4 separate regions of the Mus musculus genome follow, and regions 1, 2 and 4 are each linked to region 3. The links are chromatin contacts, called in public promoter capture Hi-C maps. All regions are on one chromosome and are shown on one strand. The core of a region is the stretch at or near the end of the contact, and the rest is flanking DNA. Distances in the headings are between cores, read along the strand shown.

What was found. Promoter capture Hi-C pulls out the DNA fragments that hold promoters and counts their contacts.
Region 1: a promoter capture Hi-C map of hippocampal neurons shows a contact between it and region 3, with 3 times the contacts expected there. The contact joins the promoter of BC016579 here to the promoter of Cd200r1 in region 3. A contact is called at or near these places in 7 of 39 promoter capture datasets (the C10 cell line, the HPC-7 cell line, cranial neural crest and 4 more) and 2 of 115 datasets of contacts at active chromatin or transcription factors (bone marrow-derived macrophages and large pre-B cells).
Region 2: a contact with region 3 is called in a promoter capture Hi-C map of liver, with 3 times the contacts expected there. The contact joins the promoter of Usf3 here to the promoter of Cd200r1 in region 3. A contact is called at or near these places in 2 of 39 promoter capture datasets (cranial neural crest and liver).
Region 4: a contact with region 3 is called in a promoter capture Hi-C map of embryonic stem cells, with 5 times the contacts expected there. The contact joins the promoter of Gcsam here to the promoter of Cd200r1 in region 3. A contact is called at or near these places in 14 of 39 promoter capture datasets (the 3T3-L1 cell line, 3T3-L1-derived adipocytes, the C10 cell line and 9 more), 4 of 484 Hi-C or Micro-C datasets (the N1E-115 cell line, embryonic fibroblasts, gonadal supporting cells and 1 more) and 2 of 9 other capture datasets (adipose tissue and macrophages).

The regions. Positions count from the first base shown.
Region 1 is chr16:45,652,535-45,658,276 of GRCm38.p6, forward strand. BC016579 (cDNA sequence, BC016579) reads right to left here and starts at 1,584. Exons shown (of 6, transcript NM_145389.2): 1 at 1,367-1,584. The coding sequence starts at 1,507. Tmprss7 (transmembrane serine protease 7) reads right to left here. Exons shown (of 18, transcript NM_172455.3): 17 at 5,509-5,645; 18 at 3,783-4,044. The coding sequence ends at 3,874.
Region 2 is chr16:44,171,632-44,177,539 of GRCm38.p6, forward strand. Usf3 (upstream transcription factor family member 3) reads left to right here and starts at 1,766. Exons shown (of 8, transcript NM_001029889.2): 1 at 1,766-1,879.
Region 3 is chr16:44,762,703-44,768,388 of GRCm38.p6, forward strand. It overlaps Cd200r1 (CD200 receptor 1), which reads left to right and starts at 3,034. Exons shown (of 7, transcript NM_021325.3): 1 at 3,034-3,370. The coding sequence starts at 3,307.
Region 4 is chr16:45,607,850-45,613,797 of GRCm38.p6, forward strand. Gcsam (germinal center associated, signaling and motility) reads left to right here and starts at 2,591. Exons shown (of 5, transcript NM_008099.4): 1 at 2,591-2,711. The coding sequence starts at 2,683.

The sequences.
Region 1 (5,742 bases), core at 334-2,833, 890 kb after region 3:
CAGGTGCTACGCAAATGTAAGATTCTGATACCTGGTATGGATTTGGCGTGTTCTCAACTGTTCTCTAGGGCTCTCAGGGCCTAAACGGAGCATATGGTATTAACATTGTTTCACATAAATGGAGCATATGACATTAAGATTGTTTCACAGCGTCTCTGGGCTCAAACACTTTTTCCCCCCTGGAGAATGTCTCAATCTTTGGGGATGTACTGGGCCTGACTAACTTGAGGTAAGTATTTCTAATTCTCCTGCCCAGGCTCTGCCCTGGAGAATCATACAGAAAGTTCCTGATTATGGCTTCTTGCACTGGCCTTCAGGCATTACCTTCCGATTTTCACTCATCTGTGGTCTTATTTCATACAAACAGAAGGTGCCAACTTAGACTCCAGGGTACTCATAAAATAAGGCATTGCCACACAGTGTTTTCAGGAATCACAGTGGACCAAGAGTAATGTTTTCGAGCTTTGAATTCTACTAAAGTCAGAACTTGAGCCCAAGAGGGATGGGGGTGGAGTGGGGTGAGAAAAACCAGGCTAAAACAATGCGTCCAGAAAATTGAGTGTGCCCAGTAAAACTCAAGTAAACCTTTGGAGTTGATGAGAAGACAGGTGGCTCAGCATTCAAACTCTCTGATGTTTTACAAGTATTTGATCTGTGAGTAATGTTATGATATCAGAGAAGGGTTCAACCTACACACCCTTAAGGACTTCCTCAGAGATGAAAAGACAGTGAGGCTAGTTCTTAGGTAGAACTTAGAAAGTATTTCCCTTGTACTAAGCTGGCAAGTTCACAACAGTTCACAACCCTCAGTCTGGACGCAGCAGCTCTTTCCTCCTCGTGTTCTTTGCCTGCTTTTCTTCTGGAGGAAGCAGTGGCCAAAGTGGGAGATAACAAAATGTGTTTGAAGGTGGGGGGAGGGCGCGGAGGACATAGGGCTGGTTAAAGGTAGGAGACAGTGGATTGCACGCCCCTAGAGGTGGTGGTGGGGTGCTGGAAGGGAGAAAGGGGAGAGAGAGAAAGCGGAGAAGCGAACGGGGAGAGAGACAATATGATTCAATCCATCACTCTATTTTTATTTGGGAAAGAAAAACAAGTTAAAAGTTACATAATTTTCAAACAGCACCTCTACCTCTAAGGCTTTGCTCTCCATTGAAAGGAGCAGCCACGCCCCTCTACAGGATTCCTGAAGTCTCTAGGCGAGGTCCGAGTCTCATAATGGAGGGGTCTGATCTAAGAAATTCCAAAAGTTCTTGCTTTCTTTAACCTCCCCTTCTTTGCGTGTCCTGGGCGCTGGAAGGACGCTTTGGAGCCTTTAAGTGGTGCCAGGCCCCTTCCCTGCTGTCACGCCAGAACCCTAAGTCCTTACCTGGGCTGGGCTAGGGTCCTCAGCGGAGTTAGGCTGGATCCGAAGGTCATTGTTGAGAGGTGTCAGCTCTTCCTGAGGCCCGTCCAGCATCGAGAGCTCCAGCTCTTCCCGGGGCGATTGGGATCTGGACCCTTCTTCCATGGCAGCGCCGAAGACGGAGGCTCCGCTGAGAGGCAAGACTCTAGCACCTAAGGGTGCAGAGTCCAGCACAGGGAGACTACTCAGCTCACACTCCACCCACCAGGCGCGGCAGGTAGACCTCGGGCGGCGCCAGATAGGCCTGCGGTGGCGGACCTGGAGGGGAGGGGCGAAGCCAGAGAGAGTGGAAGCACTCCGGCTTTGGTTAGCTGACCTTGCTCAGGAAAGGTAGATGCAAGTGGGACCGGCTGTTTTTCAGGTTTGTTCAGGGTGCTAGCTGCAATGCCTTTCCGTGTGGATGCAGACCGCAGAAGCTCACAGGGCCTGATTGCAAGCTGGACTGTGGCAAGGAAGGGATAGGCAGGGTTGGGTGGGGAGGGTGTTGGGGGACGGGGGAGGGTGCGGTTCCGGAAACTTTCCAGCCTTCTACCTGGACCAGTGTGATGCTGAAACTTACTCCAGTACTCACTGTCTAGCGAGGGCTCATCTACCAAATCAACAAACAGCTATGAATCATCTTCCGTGTGCCAGGCAGCATGCTTGATTCCGAACACACGAAGATGAATAATACACAGCCCCGAAGTAATTTTCATACACTACCTCTACCTCTATGGCTTTGCTCTCCATTGAAAGGAGCAGCCACGCCCCTCCTGATTCAGGCACAGGGGCAGTATCAGTATCCCTTAGACTAGTAAGGGCAATCGGCACTGTGTGAGTTCTTCATACGCTTGTGTTTCTCAGCACAGAAGACAGTGACTCGCAGAAGCAAAAATTCATAAACATTACTGATTTACTGATTATTGTTTATCTTTGAGAGGAGGGGTCATGAACACCGCACCTGAAGAAAAGGCCCATGTGTCAGGAAGCATACAATGCCTTCCACACCCCATGCACAGCTCAGAACTGGCTTAGTGAGCCGGGAATTACGTTTGCAAAGCAAAGTGTGTATTGGGTATTGGTCCAAAGATCTTGCCTCTAGCTAAACCTTCTTTTCAGAACCACCATCCTCTCCCCATTTCCTTCCTCTCACATAGATAGTTATTAAGACCAGTTTGAGGATTCCAGAAATATTTGGAAATATCTCTTTTCTTTGCAGTGCTAGGGGCTCAGCCCAGGTATATGGCCCTACCCCTGGGTTTTATCACCAGTCACCAGAGAGATGCTGTTATTGTGATGTTTATCCTTAATCCCAAAGAAAGTGTTTTTAGAAAATTGAACTAAGTACTATGAACTGGAAATACTCATTATCACAGGGTAGTCATAATTTGCCAATCACTTTTACTAATTTGGAAAATAACATTTCCTGTTCTCTGTCCTTTCAATTCTACTTTCTCTACAGTTCTGTGCAGTGCTCTGAGTCCTGTTTAATATAGTGTTACTATTTCTCCTTTGAAATTCTTTTTCATCCCATTTTACTTGTTTGGTGCTACGGTTAACTCTGCCCTCTGACAGGAAAAATACGGTTCTAATATGGAGTGAGACACTCTCTAAATTAAGATAAATCAAGAACTGGGATGGGCTGAGCAAGTACTATAGACTTACAGCTATTCAAACCATGCATTACGAGGCTTTGAGAACAAATTGAAATCTTGGCCCTTTAAATTTTACAAAAACAACCAGAAGCCAGGAGATAGCATACCTGAAAAGTTTGACTTTCAGAACACTCACCCAAAATGCATCTGGCCTTTCACTGCTGGCCACCTGTGTGACCAAGAGCTCAGAGGTATGCCTCAGTCCACCTCTTACCATTCTGCTTTCTGTCGCTTAGTGAAGATTGGAAACCCTGAGTTTTGTGTGGGGTGGGTCAGTTTCTTTGTAGGCAACATGATGCTGTGCACCCATGATCCATCTTGATGCCGACAGATCAAATTGCATTGGAAACCAACACATTTGCTACCTCCTCTGCCAGTTACTGAGTTTTGCTAAATTTCCATTTATGAGGTGCCTTTGTTTTGTGCATTGAGTTTTGTGATAATGCTGACAGTCAGGTATGGCTTCCCAGAGATATCTTACTATGTGCCATGTTTGTCTCAATCCTTGTAAATGTCTCTTCTTGCATTGGAACACAGAGGAAGAACACCTATCTCTCTAAGTTCTCACTTTATTTTAGAGACTTGGTTTGTGCCATTACTTTAGTTTTCTTCCATCCATGAGTCAGTAACATTTTGATATTTTTGAATTAATATCATTATATCCTTGGGGACTTTTATGGAATATATATTAATTTGTCTGCCTTACAATGAATATTAGTTATGTGCTCAATCTGACACTTTCAGTTGAAAAAATGATTAATTTTATTGATAATACTTACATTCTTTTTCAAGGATCTATCCTCATATAAGTCACAGTTAACAATCCATCTGTTACAGTTACAAAAGAGAAGGGACATACTTATGAATCCAGGGAACAAAGCTTGACACCCTTGTGTAGACACCAGGAAAATTGGGTCTTCCACATCCATGTCCCCAGCTAACAATGCCAGTCAGAATCCATTTTCCATCACTCTTTCTTCGACAAGACAAAGGTCCTCCTGAATCTCCCTATGCAAAAAGACAATGTAAGCATGAAGACATCTGTCTCATGAGCACCCAGGCCATCATTTATGTGTCTAGTGGATTATGTTCAAATGTCACCTTCTGACATGGTTTTGCTCGTATAATCACTATGTAGGAGAAAGCAATTTCTCCTACAAATCCCCCAAGAATTTACTACTAGTATTCATTGCATCTGTGAAAGGAGTAGTCGTAGTAGGACTGATGCCTAATGAGTGTTAACTATATGCCCTGCACTGCCCAGGGTCATTTTATCGTTAAAACAACATCACAGTTATCTTTGAAGATTAATTTCCATCTGTGGACCATGCCTCTTAAGCAGTTGGCTCATTGGCCCAAGGACAAAGAAGAAAAGAGTCAGCCAGGTCCATGGAAGCACCCCTACGAGCCACTGGCTACCAACAGTTATCATGTGAGAATTTCCTCGGGACATCTCAGCCCCAGAGAACAAAAACTGAAATAATTTAGTTGTAAACAATCCCTACAGCATGCATCTTAAAATAAAGTTGTAGGTCAGAGGTGAAGGTAAGAAAGTGCTACAGACAAGCCCCCGTGTCTCGGTTCAGTAATCCCACAGCTCGTTAGGTATATTCTGACACACTGGGCCTTCTTTATCATTTCCAGACTGGCTCTACAAGTCTAATTTAATGCCCAAACCTTGGTGCTTATGTAGAACACAGCCAGGTAGGTAGTTGGCCACCTGTAGTAACTACCTAAACGATGCTAGCACTAGTATAAGAAAGGAAAGGGCTCCCATTTCTACCATCATACCTACTGACTGTGTAACTGTGGGGACTTGGGAGGAGGCTCTACTACCCTCTCCTATAGAATGAGAATAAATGATGATGTGAATGAATTTAGTCATTCCATTTTGCCAGGTACTTGTTACCAATAAGGTCTCAAAAGATAGAAGAAATCATTATAATAAGATAAGGTGCCCACATTGCAGCTAAGATTGGCAAGATGTTGGAAAGGTCCCTACTGCTCCTTATTTTCTGAGTCACCTGTTTGTTCTTTGTATTTTGTGGAGGGATCTGCATGGATTGGTATGGAGAGACCAGAGTAATGTCCCAAAGAACTAAGAACGCCTACTGCTCCCACGGCAACTGTGAGGCCTACATGAGTGTGCTCTGTGTCTGCCTCCTTCCTCTTCCCCTTTTCCAACTGTGCATCCAAGTAACAAGTAAACGAACCCGGTGGTTTTGGTGCTAAGGGAACAAGGAACAACACAGAAGGACTCTGTATGTGTCTACTTATGGATGGTTGTTTTTTTTTAAACCTGTCCATTCTCAACACTTCCCTAGTCTTAGGCAACTGAATGATAATTAGTATCTGGGCAACTCAGATAAAGGAAGGGCAAGGCCTGCCCTAGATAGCCCCAGTATTGTGTAGATGAAATGTGAGAGCATCGAAATCATGGAGCACAACATGTTAAGTGAGGGGAAGACTTACTTTGCAGGCGTCGCTCTTGCCAGACATAACCCCTGCACAGAGCATGCGCGACGTGATGATCCCATAGGTGGAAACACAGACGGTTTGATCTATGAGCTCTACCTCCGCTTGCTGCAAAACCGGGGAGCCCTTACTATCTGCAAGACACATTAGGGATGAATATCATGGTGATGGTAAGGACCACATTTCTTCCAAGTTTCACTTGAGCAATCACCTTAGAGCGATTCTCTGAGA
Region 2 (5,908 bases), core at 516-3,015, 590 kb before region 3:
GCTGGGATTACAGGCATGTGCCACCACTGCCTGGCCAAATTTTTTTTTTATTTTAAATTAGAATTAATTTATTATAGTTCAGGAAGTTACGTGTAGCCCGGATTTGATATGTGTTACCCATAAAACCTTATATTTATACTGACATCGAAATGATTTCGTGTAGCTGGACATATATTAACATTATAGATTCATGGATGTATTATTAGTATTACTATTACAGATCTGATCCTAAGGTCTCTGCTGCTAGGGACTAGGGAATGACAAACGTATTCAAAAGTTAATTAAAACTCACTAGCAAGCTGGGCGGTGGGTGGTGGTGCAAGCCTTTAATCCCAGCACTTGGGAAGCAGAGGCAGGCGGATTTCTGAGTTCAAGGCCAGCCTGGTCTACAAAGTGAGTTCCAGGACAGCCAGGGCTACACAGAGAACCCTGTCTCGAAAAACAGCAACAACAACAAAAAAACTCACTGGCCTGGCCCAGATGGGACAAGGAAGTGAAAAAGAAATCAAACTGCCTATTAGCACCAAATTTGAAGTAACAGTAAGGGCCTATTTTATCACAGATTTTCAAAGTGCGGAGGAAACATAAAACGGGGTTACTGTTAACCTTTTTCTCAATGCAAGGTCTGTTTCTACTGTACATAGGTTCAAGTAGTATTTCTATTATGCCCTGCGTTCCAGTCCAATTGGCTATATCTGGTTGTGAAAAGCTCATAAATCTTTCACCACCACTAGGTGGAGAATCAGACACCTGTCTCGGGGAGGCGGGCTTGTGAAATGAAACAAAACTAGAAAAAGATAGCTGGATAGTTCAAGAGCTCCAAAGGCACTTTAGAGGACGCTGAGGTCTCCGGTCCTAAATAAGGGTGTCTAGTAGCCTAAATTTAAGGTTCCAATCCCATCCCCCAAAGCCACGCACTCACTTCCTTAGCAGGGGACTGCAGAACCTTTCTGAAAACGGGCTTCGTGCAAATAAAGGACGTCAAGAGTCCACCGTATACGAATTCCTGCAGTCTCCAATATCCAAAGATAGTGCACTGAGGGAAGTCACATAGGACTGGATTTTCCACCTTCATTTACCACCTTCTAACCCTCCAGGCTAAAGGTACTTGTCTATCTTTTGCCACTCTCCTCCTCTTCAGTTTTTTTCATTTCTACGCTTGCATTGAAAGCTGCCATAAGCATAATACAGAACAGGGTGCGAGGAAGTTTCTTAAAAACCTCTTTTTTTTTTTTTTTTTCCTAGCTTCTCAAAGCGTCCCCTTTAAGGAACCAGGCCCACCTCTTTCTCATCCACCTACTGGCTTTCCTTTCTGCCTGTCACTCTACCTTTAAGAATATTTCCTGTTCTTTCAACCCAACTTGCACACCTCCGCCCCCCGGCCTTGGTCATTGGGCCGCCCGAGGCCTGTTCCCTCCTAGCTTTTCCCTCCTTCTCCTCCCGCCCTCCAGCCTAGCGCAGCGGAATCCCGGCTTCTGACTGGCCACGGTGGCAGCCTCCCCAGCACCGGATTGGCCGGCCGGTTGGTCGGGGCGGGAGCGAGGCGCATCCAGGCTAGGCTGTGCGCGTGCCGAGCGGCGGCCGCGGGAGGGGCGGGAGGGGCGGGGGGAGGGGGGCTGGGAAAGTTGAGGCCGTGCTGCCGCCGGGTCTCCGGCCTCGAGGGCTCGGGCTCGCTGCGGCGGCGGTGGCCGCGAGGAGAGGCGGCGGGGGCGGGGGGAGAGGAGGGCCCGGGCCCGCGCTCCCCCAGCCCCGCAGAAGCAGGGGGCGGCCGCGGACCCAGAGGCTCGCCTAGACGGCCAGACACCGCTGCCTTCCGCTCCTGGGACCATGACCCAGGCGGGGGTCGCCGCCGCCGTGGCCCGGAGCGCGTCACCGGCGGGTGAGTGGCCGCGGGAGGGGGCGCTGACAGCCGGGACCGCGGCTGCGGGGGCGGCTCCGGGGGGCGGCCCCGGGCTCAGCTCCACCCACCCCCTCCTAGCCGCGGGAGGTGAGGGCTAGGCTGAGTGCCCCTCGTTCCTGGGGTCCCCAGAACTCCCCACCTATCCCGGGGCGATCGCTCTCTTCACTCCGGCATGCTCGCACCCTGGGTGCCAGGCCTGAGGGAGCTCGCCCTGCTCCCGGTGCGCGCCGGCGGACAGAGGCCCCATGCTGTCCTGGGTGCATAAAGAGCTGGGCAGCCAGGTCCCCACCGGGTGGCCTTTGCTAGCCTCCTTCACCTTTTGCCATCCCTTCCATCTCTTTACTTGTCTTCTGACTTTCCTTCTGATCCACTCGTCAAACTCGCTGCTTGCTTTTGTAACTTTCACCTCTGTGTCGGAGAGTTAGGCTGACGTTTTCTTTTTAGAAGCCCATCTTTTTGCTTCTGAATAGCACTGGTCCATGCGAATGGCATTCTTGTCCGATTTCAAATTTCCTGAACAAGCATGAGGTTTCTGGACGCTTGGCTGAGGTTGGGCATTTTGGGGATAGAGTTCTCTTCTCTCTGTGGGGTCTTTTTTGCTTTTATTGACCTCATCTGTAGATAAGAGACCACAAAAAACTAACTGCCAAAACCAACTAATGTTCAGATAACATTTTACCACTAAGTTGAGTGAATTAACAAACATGATAGGTCTGGCCGACTTTATGGGTAACAGTGGCAGAGTCTTAAAGGAAACTTTGATGAGTAAGTGGACCCTGCAGTAGCTTTTCCCCATGGCCAGTCAGATCTGCTCTTTGCAGGGCCGACAGTTTCCTCGGTGACCTTTTCCTTTCCCTCAGAACACTTGACTTGCTGTATGGATACTATGTTTCCATTTGCTTGGGAAATACACAACGTATTTGTTGCAAACTGAGGAAGATTCATTGAGAAGCCAAGAGTTGTGAATGAAAGCTGTATCAAGAAGCATGCCAAAGGCCAACAGCCACTTGTGACCCAGAATGAACATAAAAGTGGTCCAACCCAAAATTGAAAACATATCCAATCCCTTGAGGGTTTCTTTTTTTCCTTTCTTAATTTCATTGTATGGTTCCAGAGAGTGAACCTTGTAAAGACAAGTTTGTGTCACAATGTCAAAAGGTTGGGCAGTAGTCTAAACATTATGACTTTTGTATAGATTAGCTTTAGTAGTTTGGTGATTGTAGTAGTCTGTGCATTGATGAAATGTAGAACTCTTTTGATACAAAAGCATTTCCATTCAGTGTGGTAAGGGCCACCTAGAATAGTTATTTTCTACCCTAGTCGTCTATAGAACATCACAGAAGTTTTTTTAAAAAAGATTTTACAGTGAGCTAGTTTTGTATGAAACACACACATGTGCGCGCGCACACACACTTGCACATGCACATGCACGCACTGTTTAACTCCAGCTAGAAGAGAAGCTTCCACAGATAGCAAGCTTGGAACCCCTGGCAGTAAAGCCAGGTCTTAATGTTATCTCACGCTGTTCCTTCCTGTGGTCAAGCCCAATGGTTTCTTAACTGGATTGTTTGTTACAGTCACCTTCCCAGACTTTACCTTTGATCTGGAGGGAGGCAGGCTGTGGTATACCTCTTAAAACTCTCCAGGCTATTCTGCTCAGCAGCCAGGGCTGAAAATTACCTTAAGCTTGGTACAATGTCCAGGCTGTTCTGCTTGTATTCCAGGGTTTTCCTTGGCAAGCCTTAAGTTGTGTATTCAACTTTTGCCCCACAACCTTCCATGTGAACCTTTGGACCCCACTCAGATAATGCAATTTAGATCCCTGCTGTTGCTAACTTGGGTGTTTCTCCTCTATATCAAGTAATTGTAGTGACAGATCCCTTAAATATGAAATCTTTGGTATGTAAGTGCACATATACCGTGAGTGTGTGTGTGTGTGTGTGTGTGTGTGATAAAGGATCTCTCGTTGCTCCTAGGCTGACTTTGAATTTGTAGCGATCCTCAGGCTTTTATCTCCCAAGTGCTGGAATTACAGATGTGTGCCCTCATACCTCACACCAAGAATAGTTTTAGATTTTAAAAATTACATTATTGAGAGGGGGGGTGGGTCTGCATTTGCAGTATATAGATGCGGGGTCAGAGGACAACTTGAGAGACAGTTTTCTGCTGTGTGGGATTGGACTCAACTTGGCAGGCTTGGCAGCAAGTACTTGGTGAGCCATCTTACCAAGCCAACAACAAATTTTGTTTTGTTTTGTTTTGTTTTGTTTTTCGAGACAGAGTTTCTCTGTGTATCTTTGGCTGCCCTGGAATTCCATGGGTAGACCAGGCTAGCCTTGATCTCAAAGATCCATCTGCCTCTGCCTTCCAAGTGCTGGGATTAAAGGTGTGTGCCACCACCACCCAGATGAGTCTATTTTTGTTGGTGGTTCTTATATAGTTTCAAGTTTGATTTTTTTTATTAGATATTGTCTTCATTTACATTTCAAATGCTATCCCAAATGTCTCCTATACCCCCTCCCCTGCCCTGCTCCCCTACCCACTTACTACCACTTCCTGGCCCTGGCGTTCCCCTGTACTGAGGCATATAAAGTTTGCTAGACCAAGGGGCCTCTCTTCCCAATGATGGCCAACTAGGGCACCTTCTGCTACATATGTAGCTAGAGACACGAGTTCTGGGGGTACTGGTTAGTTCATATTGTTGTTTCACCTATAGGGTTGCAGATCCCTTCAGCTCTTTGGGTACTTTCTCTAGCTCCTCCATTGGGGGCCCTGTGTTCCATCCAATAGCTGACTGTGAGCATCCACTTCTGTATTTGCCAGGCACTGGCAAAGCCTCACCGGAGACAGGTCAAGTTTGACAACTTTGAATTGGACAATCAGTTTGGGGTTGGGGGAGGGGTTATCCTAGATGAGGCTAATTCTCCCAATGATCATTAGTTGCTGTAATTTTTTTTGTATAGGGATGGGAACATGATGAGATTTTCTTCCTTCCACATTAGCATGTCCATTGAGATCACCATTGTTCTGATCTGGGTTTTGCAGCCATTTCTAAGAGAGACCATTTCACTGCCATCTGCTGATATTCTGGTTCTTATGATCCTTCCTACCCCTCTTCCATGATGTTTCCAGACCACAGATGCAGGAACTGTGGTGGAGATGCACCTGCTGGGGCTGGGCTCCCCATAATCGGTTGATCTCTGCATTGTGTCCTGTTGTGGTGGGGTTTTTTTGGTTTGTTTGTTTGTTTGTTGTTTTGCTTTTGTGATGGTCTCCATTTGCTTTAAAGAGAAGTGTCTTATGAGGGGTGGTAGCTAATCTAGGAAAAGTGGCTCCTATACCTCAGCGTGTTTTTGTGATAAGCTCTCATTGAACTTTCAAACTACATGTTGTTTAAAAAACTCTCTTTGAGCCGGCCATGGTGGCGCACGTCTTTAATCCCAGCACTCGGAAGGCTGAGGCAGGCGGATTTCTGAGTTTGAGGCCAGCCTGGTCTACAAAGTGAGTTCCAGGACAGCCAGGCTACACAGAGAAACCCTGTCTCCAAAAACCTAAAAAAAAAAACCCAAAAACTCCCTTTGTACTGATAGTGTGGGTTAATTCAACACATAGGGTTTTTTGTTTGTTTGTTTGTTTTTGTTTTTCTTTTACAATTCAGTGGCAAAGAGTGTTTTGTTCCTGTGGTTTAGAATTTTCTTGAGCTCATTCCAACCATGGGTTTGGGTTTGATTCCTACTATGGCTTAGGAGTGTCCTCATCCCATAACTAGTATTGAGTTCCTTTGTGAAGTGTTACTGTTGTTGTGTAAGACAGTATATCTTGGAACTCCATATGTAGACCAGGCTAGTCTCAAGTTCTTGAGATCCGCTTGTGTCTTCTTCCAAATGCTGGACTTCTAGCTGTCCACCATGCCTTGCTTTCAAAGTATTTTCATATATTTACCTGTTTTTTTTTTTCAGCAGGTTGATTATTTTCTTTTTTTGTAGTCCCTAGACTTACATGTTAGTA
Region 3 (5,686 bases), core at 1,784-4,283:
ACATGTAAATGTATAATATATAAATGTATGCATACATGCATACCCATAGTATATGTAAATGATGACATAGTGTCAGTAGAAGTAAAATTTGTCAAGATAAATACCAGCGTAATGATAGGATGTGAAGGTAGACACATATATAGTGCATCAGCTGCATCCTTCTTCTCAGGGCTGGGCAGACACTTGACACTGAAGTGCATCCTGGGCCCTTCCAGATTGAGGAGTACTCCTGAGCAGAAGTTGTTCACTTGAATAGCATTGAAGATAGATACGTAATTTTTTGAGTAAACCAAAGGTACACGTTTGTGGTTGTCACAGTTTAAAGGGGCTTTAGCTAACTTGCTAAGCCTTTAGCTTTTGGCAACCACACTATTGGCCTTGATCTACACTATTCCATTCTGTTTCATGTTTTCAAATCTACACCACCCCATTCTGGATTTTATTTTCTTTTGCCCACAAATTCCTCTATTCTTAATAGATAACAGTGAGAGAAAGATGGAGGGTTTGTGTTTCTGCTTGAGCAATTTCTCTCTCTTGATCTCTCTTCATTCTTCTGTCCTGGTTTCTGGGATCGGGTACCAAAAAGTAGACACAGGGAGAAACTAGGACCTTGAGATTTTTCAGAGAGAAGCGTTTACAAGATGCACACGTGCCTCTCTTATAGTGGTCATGTTCGTTGTACATCTTCAGAGAGAACTGAAGTGGTAGTAAGCTTCTGGGGCCTTAATGTAAATACCTGTTCTCCTTAAGAAGAGAAGGTGGGGCTTGGGAAAGTTGGGTTGTGGGACTTGAGGGCAGAAGGTGTGAAGAAGTAGAGAGACAAAGTAGACTCTTGGTGAGCCTACTTTATGAACTCCATGGTGTGGAAGTTACTGAGTCAACTCTTACACAGCTGGTTAAAGACTGTGATTTGTTCTCAGATGAGCACACAAGGAGAGAGTCTGAAAGATCACTGCTTGAAGGGGTGGGTGGGGCTGTGAGGGGCAGGGCTGTGAGGGGATGGGAGCTGAACCTGAAGAACTCAGCCAGGCCATTGGCAAGCATGAAATCCTTTGATTGGACACTTAGAAGGTCTCTGAAGCTTAGCTTCAATTTTTTTTTTGTTTTTTTCGTTTTTTATCATTGTTTGTTTTATATCATTAAAACAAATGAAAGTAACTTAAAACAAAAGTAATTAAAACAATTTCGAGGCTGTGAATGTGGCTCAATTTATAGTGTCTTGCCTAGTATGCATGAAACCATGGGTTCATCCCCAGGACCACATAAACTAACTGTGGTAGCACATGGCACAGTATAATCTCAGCATTGGGGAGGTGAAGACAGGAGAACCAGGAGTTCCCAGTTATCCGTGGATACACAGAAAGTTTGAGTCCATCCCATCTCAAAAATAAATAATGAAGAGAAGAATAAAAAAAAAAAGAAAAACAAAATTAAAGAATTTGTTCTCTCTCTGCTGTGTGTGTGTGTGTGTGTATGTTTGTGTGTGTACATGTACATGCCATCGTACAAATGTGAAGGCTGGCTATGTTATCTCACTCTACTTTGATGTAGTTGCTGGGGACTGCAATCAGGTCTACAGGCTTGTGTGGCAAACACCTTTACCTACTAAGCCATTTCGCTCCCCTGATCATCAAAACTTTTTGATGACATGGACAAAAGCTCATGCCATTATAATATCAAATAGAAAAGAAATACAGACACAGCTAAGAAAATGAACCAGTATCATTGAGGTTGCTTGGCAGAGAATTAAGCACTGCTCAGATTGTCCTCAGAACCTACAGTGTCAACAGCTTCTTGTGATGGAAAAACAGTATTTAAATTTAAATGACATGTCTTCAAGTCTTTCTTTCTCTTAAGGATCTTATCTCCTTGTTCCTTTGAATCAGAATGGTGCACTGAGAAAGCTTGAGAGGTGGAGGAGGGTAATATATAGAGTTTAATGTTTGGCAAGAGGGAAGAGGGAATTGCTAACTTTGAAAATTCGTGCTGTTTTATCTTTTTTTCCTGTTGACAATGTTTTCTTCCTCTTCCTGGAGCATTTTGCTCAGGGGTAGGAAATTCTTACCACAGAGGTTTTTTGGTTTTTTTTTTTTTTTTCCTTCTTCTCAACTGTAATCTAAGTTTATACTAACTAGTAACATTACACAGAATTTTTCTGGGAAGTTAGACTCTCAGATCTATGACAACTCAAAGGCGGTTATCTGTGACTACAACAACCTAACTCCTCGAAAGTCAAAGAGAATGGAAATTCAGTACTGAGCCTCCCACAGAGGTCTGCGACTGAACGTTCACTGATGTGGCAAAAGGGACTATGTGAATGTAATTAAATTAAGGATCTTCGGATGAACAGACAATGCTCATTGGACAAATTAATCGCAAAGGACCTTGTAAGAGGAAGGCAGAAGGGTCATCATCAGGCGATCAGCTATGGCAATGGAACACAGGTTAGAATGATGTCCGATGGCCGCAGGCTAGAGCGCAGAGACATCTGGGTGCTGGAAAAGGTCGTGTCTCCAGAAGAAGCAAAGGCCTGGCTACGCCTTGATTTTAATCCCATATCATGACGTTCAGACTTTTGACTCCCGGGCAGTGCATTAGTGCTGTGTTTAAGCCTCTCATTTTGGGATTGTTAGGGTAATAATAGAAATAATAGAAAATAATAGAAAAACGCATTTGATGCTCCCAGCATTATGTGTGGGGTTCCAGACTAGATAGTAATCTCACCATGGCATTTTCAAGTAGAAATATTTATTCTGCATTAAAGACTGAGGAAGGGTATACACACTATTATTATTATTATTATTATTATTATTATTATTATTATTATTATATTGGAGAACTTTCCAGAAATTCATTGTGGTTAGGAAATTTACAAGCACGCGGCGAAAATCGATCGATAACCCTCTTCAGTTTTGAATGGAGGTTTAGACACATCCATCTGTCTTGGGCATGTTCAGAGCCTTACTGTACAGTTTATCTGTGAGCAGCAGGAGAAGAGAAAGAGCCAATGGGCTGAAAGTAACCCACTCAGTCAGCTTCCTCTGTCTTTGCTTCACGGTTCTGCACAGGAAATCCATTGCTGTGTCAAGTCCCAGAGAAGTTTCTTCTCTTCCAAGCCAGACTAAAGCACGCGAGTGGAAGGAGTTGGCAGGCAGGACGGGGCTGCTCCCTGCGGATGGGTTAAGAGGTGCGCTACCACGCAGAAGCCAACCCGAGAGAAGAGGGATCCGGGTTATGGTCACTGCTGCTCCCTTACCTCTGAGGAGAAAAAGTACCGAGTGAGCGGCGGAAAACCAGAAAACCGAAATGTTTTGCTTTTGGAGAACTTCTGCCCTAGCAGTGCTCTTAATATGGGGGGTCTTTGTGGCTGGTGAGTCTGAAATTTTTTGGGGGGTGTGGGTGGGGAGAATGACTAAGGGAGGAGAGACCTGTTCTGCGCAGCATTTAAGCCTTGTCCCTTTTCGCTGGGTAACGCAAGCCAATTTCTGTTGTAGAGATAAGGGTTGCTCCAGATATGGGTTACCTTGTCACCTCTACTTTCTGCTTTGTCTGATTTATTTTTGCTTTGTGTTCTATAATGTCCTCCACTGTCGCTTCCTCATCTCCCCTCCCCCTTCAGGACAGGTCAGGATAAATTAAACACATATTCATAGCAATCAAAATGACATGGGGGTCTCTGTATCTTCTTCTTGGGGAAAACCAAAAACCAAAAACCAAACCAACAACCAGCTATCATCTCTGGTCTCCCTCGCCAACAGTGTAAGTTGGGAACGTATCTTTTTTTTTTTTTCCTGACACTTTTCGTGACTGCAGGCTTTACACATACAGTTACACTGGTGTATCTGTGATGTATATTTGCCTTTATCTTGAAGATATGTGGGCTACAGGAGTCACTTTCTGAATCAGGAGGTGCACGCCTCAATGTCTGCAGTTTTGTAGGAGTTCAATAGAATTTGGGGCTACCGTGCGGGTGTCCTGATTTCACTGTAGAAGGGTGGTGGGAGTTCGTGTAGGAGGCTTTTTCATGTTTCACTTTTAGTAGCTGCAGTAGCTACGAGGGAACAACAGACTTAGCTCTGAAATGTATAGTTTAACAATTTAAAGGAGACACGGTATTTCTTTCCTTTCACCAGAATTCCTTTAAAAATCACATTTTGGTCTATCTTCCAGAAAGAGAACATCACATGATAGTCTTACTGGTGAGCACACGTAAGATAACTATGATCCACCACTGCACCCTTCTGCTGAGAATTTTCAGTTATCTGTTCTTTTTGATGTGCATAGCAAGCCATTGAGGTCAGGATGGAAGAAAGCTCCGTTTCACATAGCTAGAACCTAAGCTTAGGGCGGTGAAGTGCTTTGTCCGCAGTACTTATTTCCATAAGCACCACAAAACATTGGAGTGTGCAGTTTACCCGGATTGCTTTTCACTGAGAGGCACCCATTGTAGCACAGCTGAAAACGCTAAGCTAATTATTTGTTTATAATTTGAAGGGGGGGGGAGTGTCCTGAGTCTTTCAGTAGTTGGGCTTCTCTAGAAAGCCTTTAAAGTCTGTGCAGGATCAATTTGACAGGGAAAGCCCAGTCAGGTTGTGTCAGGTTGTGTATTAGTAGATCAGACAAAAAAGCAACAAAATGGAAACATAGCAGAGTTTGAATTTTGAAAGCTGAAAGGTCCTCCCCCCCCCACCCCCCCTCCCCCAGATAGGGGTTCTCTGTATAGCCCTGGCTGTCCTGGAACTCACTTTGTAGACCAGGCTGGCCTTGAACTCAGAAACCCACCTGCCTCTGCCTTCCAAGTGCTGGGATTAAAGGCGTGCATTGGAGACACTACGTTCTCCAAGTCTCTGAAATCCAAGCTGGCATCAGAAAATCATCAAACGTTTAGAATGCCAATCAGTAAATTACTTCTTTATACACATGCTTTGACATGACAAGTTCACCAAGAATGACTTAGGATTGTGAGTTGAAAGCCAGCCAGGGCTGAGACTTTATGGCTTCGCTTAGTGCTGCTGCCGACAGGAGTAGCTCCCTCTGTGTAAGATCCATTCGCACAGGAGAGAGGGCAGGGCATCAGGGTGAGTGATAGATAGAATGCTCTTGTTTTGCCTATTTACTTTTAAATTTTACTTTAAACTTCAAACCCTGTGGTGTTTATTTAATAAAGCACCCGAGGGGAAGTTAACAAGAATCTAATCTTGTGCGTGGCTGAACGACCTCCATGTTCACAGACTGTGGCTTTTCTTTCTCCTTATTTTGTCCCATTGTCTTCAAAGTTCTTATGTTCAAATTATAGTTTCATGTCCTGATTGAGATCACCCCACCTTTTATTGAAGTTGCTGGTTTTGCCAATATGAGTTGCTAACAAGAAAAAGGAACCAACAATCCTCTACTGTTTTCTTCCCTAAAAGAATTTTGACTCATTTTCCTTGCCTTCCACTAGGGGGCAGGTACCAACAGGAGGAGACACACTGAGCCCTATAGAGATTAAATGCCACATCAGAAAAGCAAGGAACAGGCCTCATCGATTTAACCCCTTTCTTCCTTTTTAAAGTTTGTGCTAACTATACATTTGCCAGTTAGCATAACACATAGGTGTGTTTTCCTTTGGACATTAATGTTCAAGATTCTGGCGAATAAGAATACTAAGAGGTGTGTGTGTGTGTGTGTGTGTGTCTCATGTGCA
Region 4 (5,948 bases), core at 1,341-3,840, 840 kb after region 3:
ACTATACAGTTGTGAGCTGGTTTAATCATGTGCCATTTGCTAGGCTGCTGAGGTTGTCTTGGTCTTATTTTCGAAATCTAGGCTACTAAAGAGAAGTATACAGGCCCAATTTCAATGATTGTCAGTGTCCGGCTTGATGCATAGTCTGGATTGTAAAGATCCTATGTAAAACTCCAACGTAGGAATTGATCCTGTCACAGAGATCTAGATCTCTGCCACACCCGAAGCTCAACAACAACCTGAAAAGAACATGTAGAGCTCTTTTATTCCTACTCGCCTACAAAAAGCAGGAACTGGTAGCAAGATAACCACAGAATTCACATATAAAAAAGCTCTAGAGTTTGTGACTGTCAGAAATCCAGTAAAGCACGGTTATTCAGATCTTGTTACCTTATTATATAAAAGTAGAGGGGAATCGTTTTTACACTGGTGGTTAACTGCCCACACAACAGCAAACAAGGAGTAGATAAGGGCAAAGATCTCAGCTCATAAATCTCACTGGTATAAATATCCAGGTTTTTGTTTCTAGTTCAGGGAGTGTAATTTCTTACAGGTCTTAAGTACTGGAGTAAATGCTGATGGGACTAAAGAGAGAAGAGCTCAGAGATTTCCTTTTTGGACTTGTAACACTTTCACCTGTGCAGTGGGAGCAGTTTATTTAGCCCCAAGTCTGTACCACACCAACAATGTAGTGAATGCCCAGCTCCACCTCTTGCAGAATCAACACATTTTCTTTCCTGGTATCTGAGACTTCCACAGCTCAGTGTCTTCATCTAGTGGTCGGTAGTAAAACTGAAACTTGAAAACTGGGATTCAATAACCCAAAATGACAAGGCAGACTGATTTTTCAATCCCCGCCCCTAATGCTTTGACTCTGGTTGTAAACAGCCAGTGTAAACATTTGGGGAGAATTAGGAGGTGTGGCCTTGTTAAAGTATGTGTGACCTTTTTTCAGTTGTGGGGGAGGGTGGTGGTGGTGGTGGTTAAAGCTTTCAAAAAAATCCCAAACAAGGCAAAGTCCTTGTTCTCTCTGCTGCCTGCAGATCAGGATGTGAAGTTCTCAGCGACTGCTCCTAGGCCACGCCTGTCTGCTTTCCACCAGAGTGAATCCCCTGAAACTGGAAGCAAGCCCACAATTACTTTCTTCCATACGGGGTGATTTGTTCATATTGTCTTTCACAGCAACAGAACAATAACTAAGACAGTCCCCATCCTGCTGTTTGCCTTAGATATGACTTCTGTATTGCTGAAAGTCAAATAAAGAAATATATCTCCTCTGTTCTGCTCACTGTTGAGCCCAAGGTCCTCGGCACACAGTAGGTTCTCAACACACACTTGTTGACGGGATGAACAAATGAGTAACCAAACAAGAAACAACCATCATTCAAACGATGATTGCAGTCCCAGGATTCATTTAAGCAGTATAACTTATATACAGTTTACACATCCTTAGTACCATAGTAAAGAAGGCACAGACACACAGCCACTACGGTGGAGACAAAGAACAAGATCCTTTCCTAATATCATTGCCACCTGTCTGTGCAGGGAGTGGGGTGCTCCTGGCAAGCAGTCCAGGAGATATTCAGGTTATTTCTGGGTCCTGGGAGTCTGGGCCTCTGAAATGCAAGGTATCTGCAGCAATATGGACTCAAATTCTGCCTTTAGAGGGCAGCCAAGAGCAATAGCAATAAGGCTCTGTGTTTAGGGAGTCTTTGATAGCCCTAACCAACAGCTCAAAAGATGATTTATAAAGGGTGGTGCTGCCGTTTCGGTTAGATGAATTTTGACTTTTGGAGGAGGCATTGTCAGACAAGATGGGGAATTTTTATTTAAACCAATATATTTATGCACGGACTTCCATAACTACAGGTATTTTTAGGTAGAGAGCTAGTAGTATGACTCCTTATGACTTTTTCAGCCATCCTTACTGTTATTTTACCTTCTTCCTTCTGGATTTATCATCCTTCACACACACACACACACACACACACACACACACACACACACACACAGTAATTAGAGTGCTCCTATTTTTCCCATTTCCCACATCAAACCATTTTACCCTATGATTCCCCTCTCTATGGCTCTGTGGCCACTTCACTCAGCAATGGTCCCTCTCAACTTGCCTTGTTTGTACAGTTACTCCAGTATATGTGCTCGTGAGTACATTTTGAAAGTTTATATATGCCCAGCTAGACTGTGGCTTGATTCTGTTTTCCCTTTTGGAGTTTTTTTTTTTTTTTGAGGGGGGGTATTTGATATTTCAGACTTTTTTGTTTTGTTTGCTTCTAAACAATGATCCTCTCCCATTTGACTTTCTTACTAAATACAGGTGTCTGCCATGGAAAATCTCCCATGGTTCCTCCGTTAGGAAAAGCCTGGGACTCCCTAGTGGCTAACCCTCTCCCTAACCAACCTTTTTTTCCTTTGGTTAATAGTCTGGTGCATCAAGGCCCTGGTCTTTCAAGACACACAAATGTGCCTCTCATCTCCCCCTCAGCCTCTTCCTCCACCATCCAGCAGGCACCTCCTCTTTCTGACTCTACACGGGTGACCAGAGCAGCTCTGAAGCTACTGTCAGTCGGAAACTGCCAGTTACAGAGCACAGTGCCAGACCAAGGTGCAAGCCGGCTGAGAAGGAAGTGGAGACTACCAGAGGGAAGGTGCTGAGGGGCCTGCCTCATGGGGAACTGTTTGCAGAGGACAACCAGGTGAGCTCACTCCCTCCTGCGAGCAGAGACCTGAGCCAGAGGTGAAAGAAAAAAAGAGGACAGCTTTTAGGGTGAATGGACTAGGGAAGGGGTGTGACAAGAATTCAGTCCCTCCTGAGCCATACACCATGTGACTATCCTTACAGGTTTTCACACACAGAGACAATGAGAACATAAGAACAGGTGAAATGAGAGAAAGAACTTATTAAAGGAGGACTCCTGTCCATCTAAGAAATGAAACAGCTGTCCTGGGGCTGGGGAAAGGCATCCTTTCTTGGGCCCTGGATGTTCCTGAATGAGTTATATGTGCCCACCCTTTCGGGGAGTCTTTATAAATTTAAAATAAACACCACATTTCCTGCCATGTTGAGACGGCAGTTAGTACACTTATAGGCGGGTTAAGGAAAAGGTCTTGTCACTAGGGAGAAGACTTGCCTTCATCTTCCTGGACTTTGGTCTCCTCATTTTAAATGGAAAAAAAATTTATAATCCTACCCGGAGGTTCCAAGTGTAGATGGTGGCACCATGGTCCCTGACAGAGAAGGTCTCAGTGATGGGGGACTCTTCTCAATTTTCAGAGCAAATTTTTCATTCAATCAAAGAGAACACATGTAAAAGAAAATATGATCACACAAAATAAGAGAATTTCTATGGTATAAAGTTAGGTGATCTATAGAGGTCTGGCAGGGGGTCTTCCTTGCTGCCTTGGTCTTATATAACATATAAAGGGGAACATAGAAAAATGACGTCTTACACAAATGCTACTTACCCAAAGGAGGCTTGGCAGTATTCACGTCTTTTCCAGAGAGCCAGTATTTGCCCTGGACTCTCCCAAGCCTCCTCCTGCTTCTAGTAGCCTTAGTAAGATTATGAATGGCTGCCCTTATAGCTCCCTGTGACATCCTGTAAAGCACAATTGCTTCTTAATTTCTGCTCACTGCTTTGTGAATGCCTGGTTCTTGCCTTTGTTTCTGGCACACAGCAGGTACTCAGTGCTAGACTGATGACTGGAAGCATTCCTGAGGAGAGAGAAAGCAAAATGAAGATATGGTATAGATGAAGAAGCAGTGATAGATGACATACCTGCACTTTCGTGTTTCAGAACTTTGCTGTGGGGTTAAGTGGTGTAGCACCAAAGTATATTTACTATGAGAAGGTGAAGTGTATAGAAATACAAGCAGAAGAAGATGAGATGAGCTGCTAACCACACTTAGAGTTACAGCTTTATACCCACAGTCTTTATTTTAGCTCCTATATCTGATAGTCACTTGTATTTCCTTTTCTACTAAGAGCCAGTATGCCTTCAATTAATTTTTCTTTGAGGTTTAGTGTATTACGTTTCTGAAGTTAAAAGCTATTTGTATTTTTAATGGTTTCTTTTCATAAATATTGCAGAAATTAATATTGTTTTCTAGTCTGTGGTTTGATTTTTATTATCTGTGTTCATTACATTTTAAAGATGATCCAATTCTTTCAGGAAATCCCTTAGGTTTCTTTCCCTGTGCTCATTCCTGGTAGTCCTTCCTTACCAATTCACACACTCATTGTTTTAGTGTGTGATTTATTAATTTACATTTAGTCTTATACATCAATGCATGGTTCAGATATTATTTTGTATCCCTAAATAATTGCCCAGTTATTCCAGCATCCCTCTTCCTATGCTGGCACCTGTTGTCCATCTTTCTTCTTTTATCCCCGTGGGCACATTCCTTTCTATGTCTCTGTAGATCAGAGGACAGAAAATATCTCTTCCTAACAGGAAGAGCCCAAGGTCTTAGAGAAAAGCATTTTCCCAAAAGGAAACCCAGCTTTTCCCCCTTCTTGGTTGTAGAACCTCAAACAAGTTGCCTAAATTCTGTCCCCAGATTCCTTTTTAATAAATAACAGGACAATAGCATCAACTGATGGCCTTGTTCTGAAACTAAATGGAATGCAGCGCATAAAAAGACTGGTGCATACAAAGAAGTACTCACCAATTTTACTTCTTCATATTCTCAATTTCCAGCAAATTGGGAAAAAAAGAGTTTAAACAGAAATCCAATCCAGTGAATGACTTTATTGTCTCTATTTTATTCTTTCCTTCCCTTTCTATATATCCCTTGTTCTTTGAATTTCTGAGAAAGGTGCTAACTCATTGAAGCCTATTACTTGGGTGCAGGCCCTGGAAACTCAGTGAATAAAAGGTGAGGTGGTATTTTCAGGCTGATGAGGATTCTCAGGAATGTTTTTAGCATCACAGATGGACTGTTTCTTGTAGTGATAAAGATGTTAGATCTGAAACCACCGGCAGTGCTCCGAGCTTCAGAAGGGGCCATTCATAGATGACAGGGCAATGAGGGAAATGCTTAGATGGTTCAGGATTGCACATAAACAAAAGAAACAAAAAAAGTTGAGAGAAACATAGAACTTCAGTGCGGATTATGGAAGGAAACACTTGGTCCATTTCTGATATTTAAATCTTAGATGGCAGCTGGACATGCAGGAAACACCTTGGAATCTGAGACTCAGTGCCAAGGGAAGAACATGCAGGTGAGAGTATATGCTACCCAGCTACCCAGGAAGAAGGATTTATCAGGGTGGAGGCTACACATCCCCCACAGCTGAGGCCATCCATTATGGTGGTGAGTGTGTGAAGGACAGATAGACAACAAGACTGCCTTACACTGAACAGGAGACATGCTGCAATTCTAAGAGCCTGTGTCTCCTTGGCAACAGGAAATCAGATGTGTAAGTCCCTGGTACAACCTGAAATAAAGATCTGAAATCCTGTTGCTTCTTTGTTTGTGGAATAATATACCTTTGTGCTCAAATCTCTGCCTTAGCTTTGTCATGTTAAGCCTTGAGTTTCTATTTCTGAGTTAAATGCACTCTCCCATGTCAAGAGGTTGAAAGGCTTCTGGAGAGCTGCTTGTGTAAAAGCCAGTGCTGCAAATCTACTGCAGCTTTATGCATTCTTCCTGGGTGGCCTTTTGAGTACTCAGTCTTAGGCAACAACGAAGGAAAGAACCTTGTACCGTACTAGGACCTAAGGTCTAAGAATTCCAAATTGTGGCAAAGCCTGTTGTTCTGTGACCTACAGAAGTTGGCAGCAATTGTCATAGTGTTTCAGGAGGTACATTTGAAAGAGGACCTGAAAAACAAACAGAAAATCCAAGACTATCTTAGAGGCAGGGACCCAAAAGTCCTTCCCATCCAAGGCTGCATTTCTTCAATGCAAGCTGAGAATTATGTATTTTG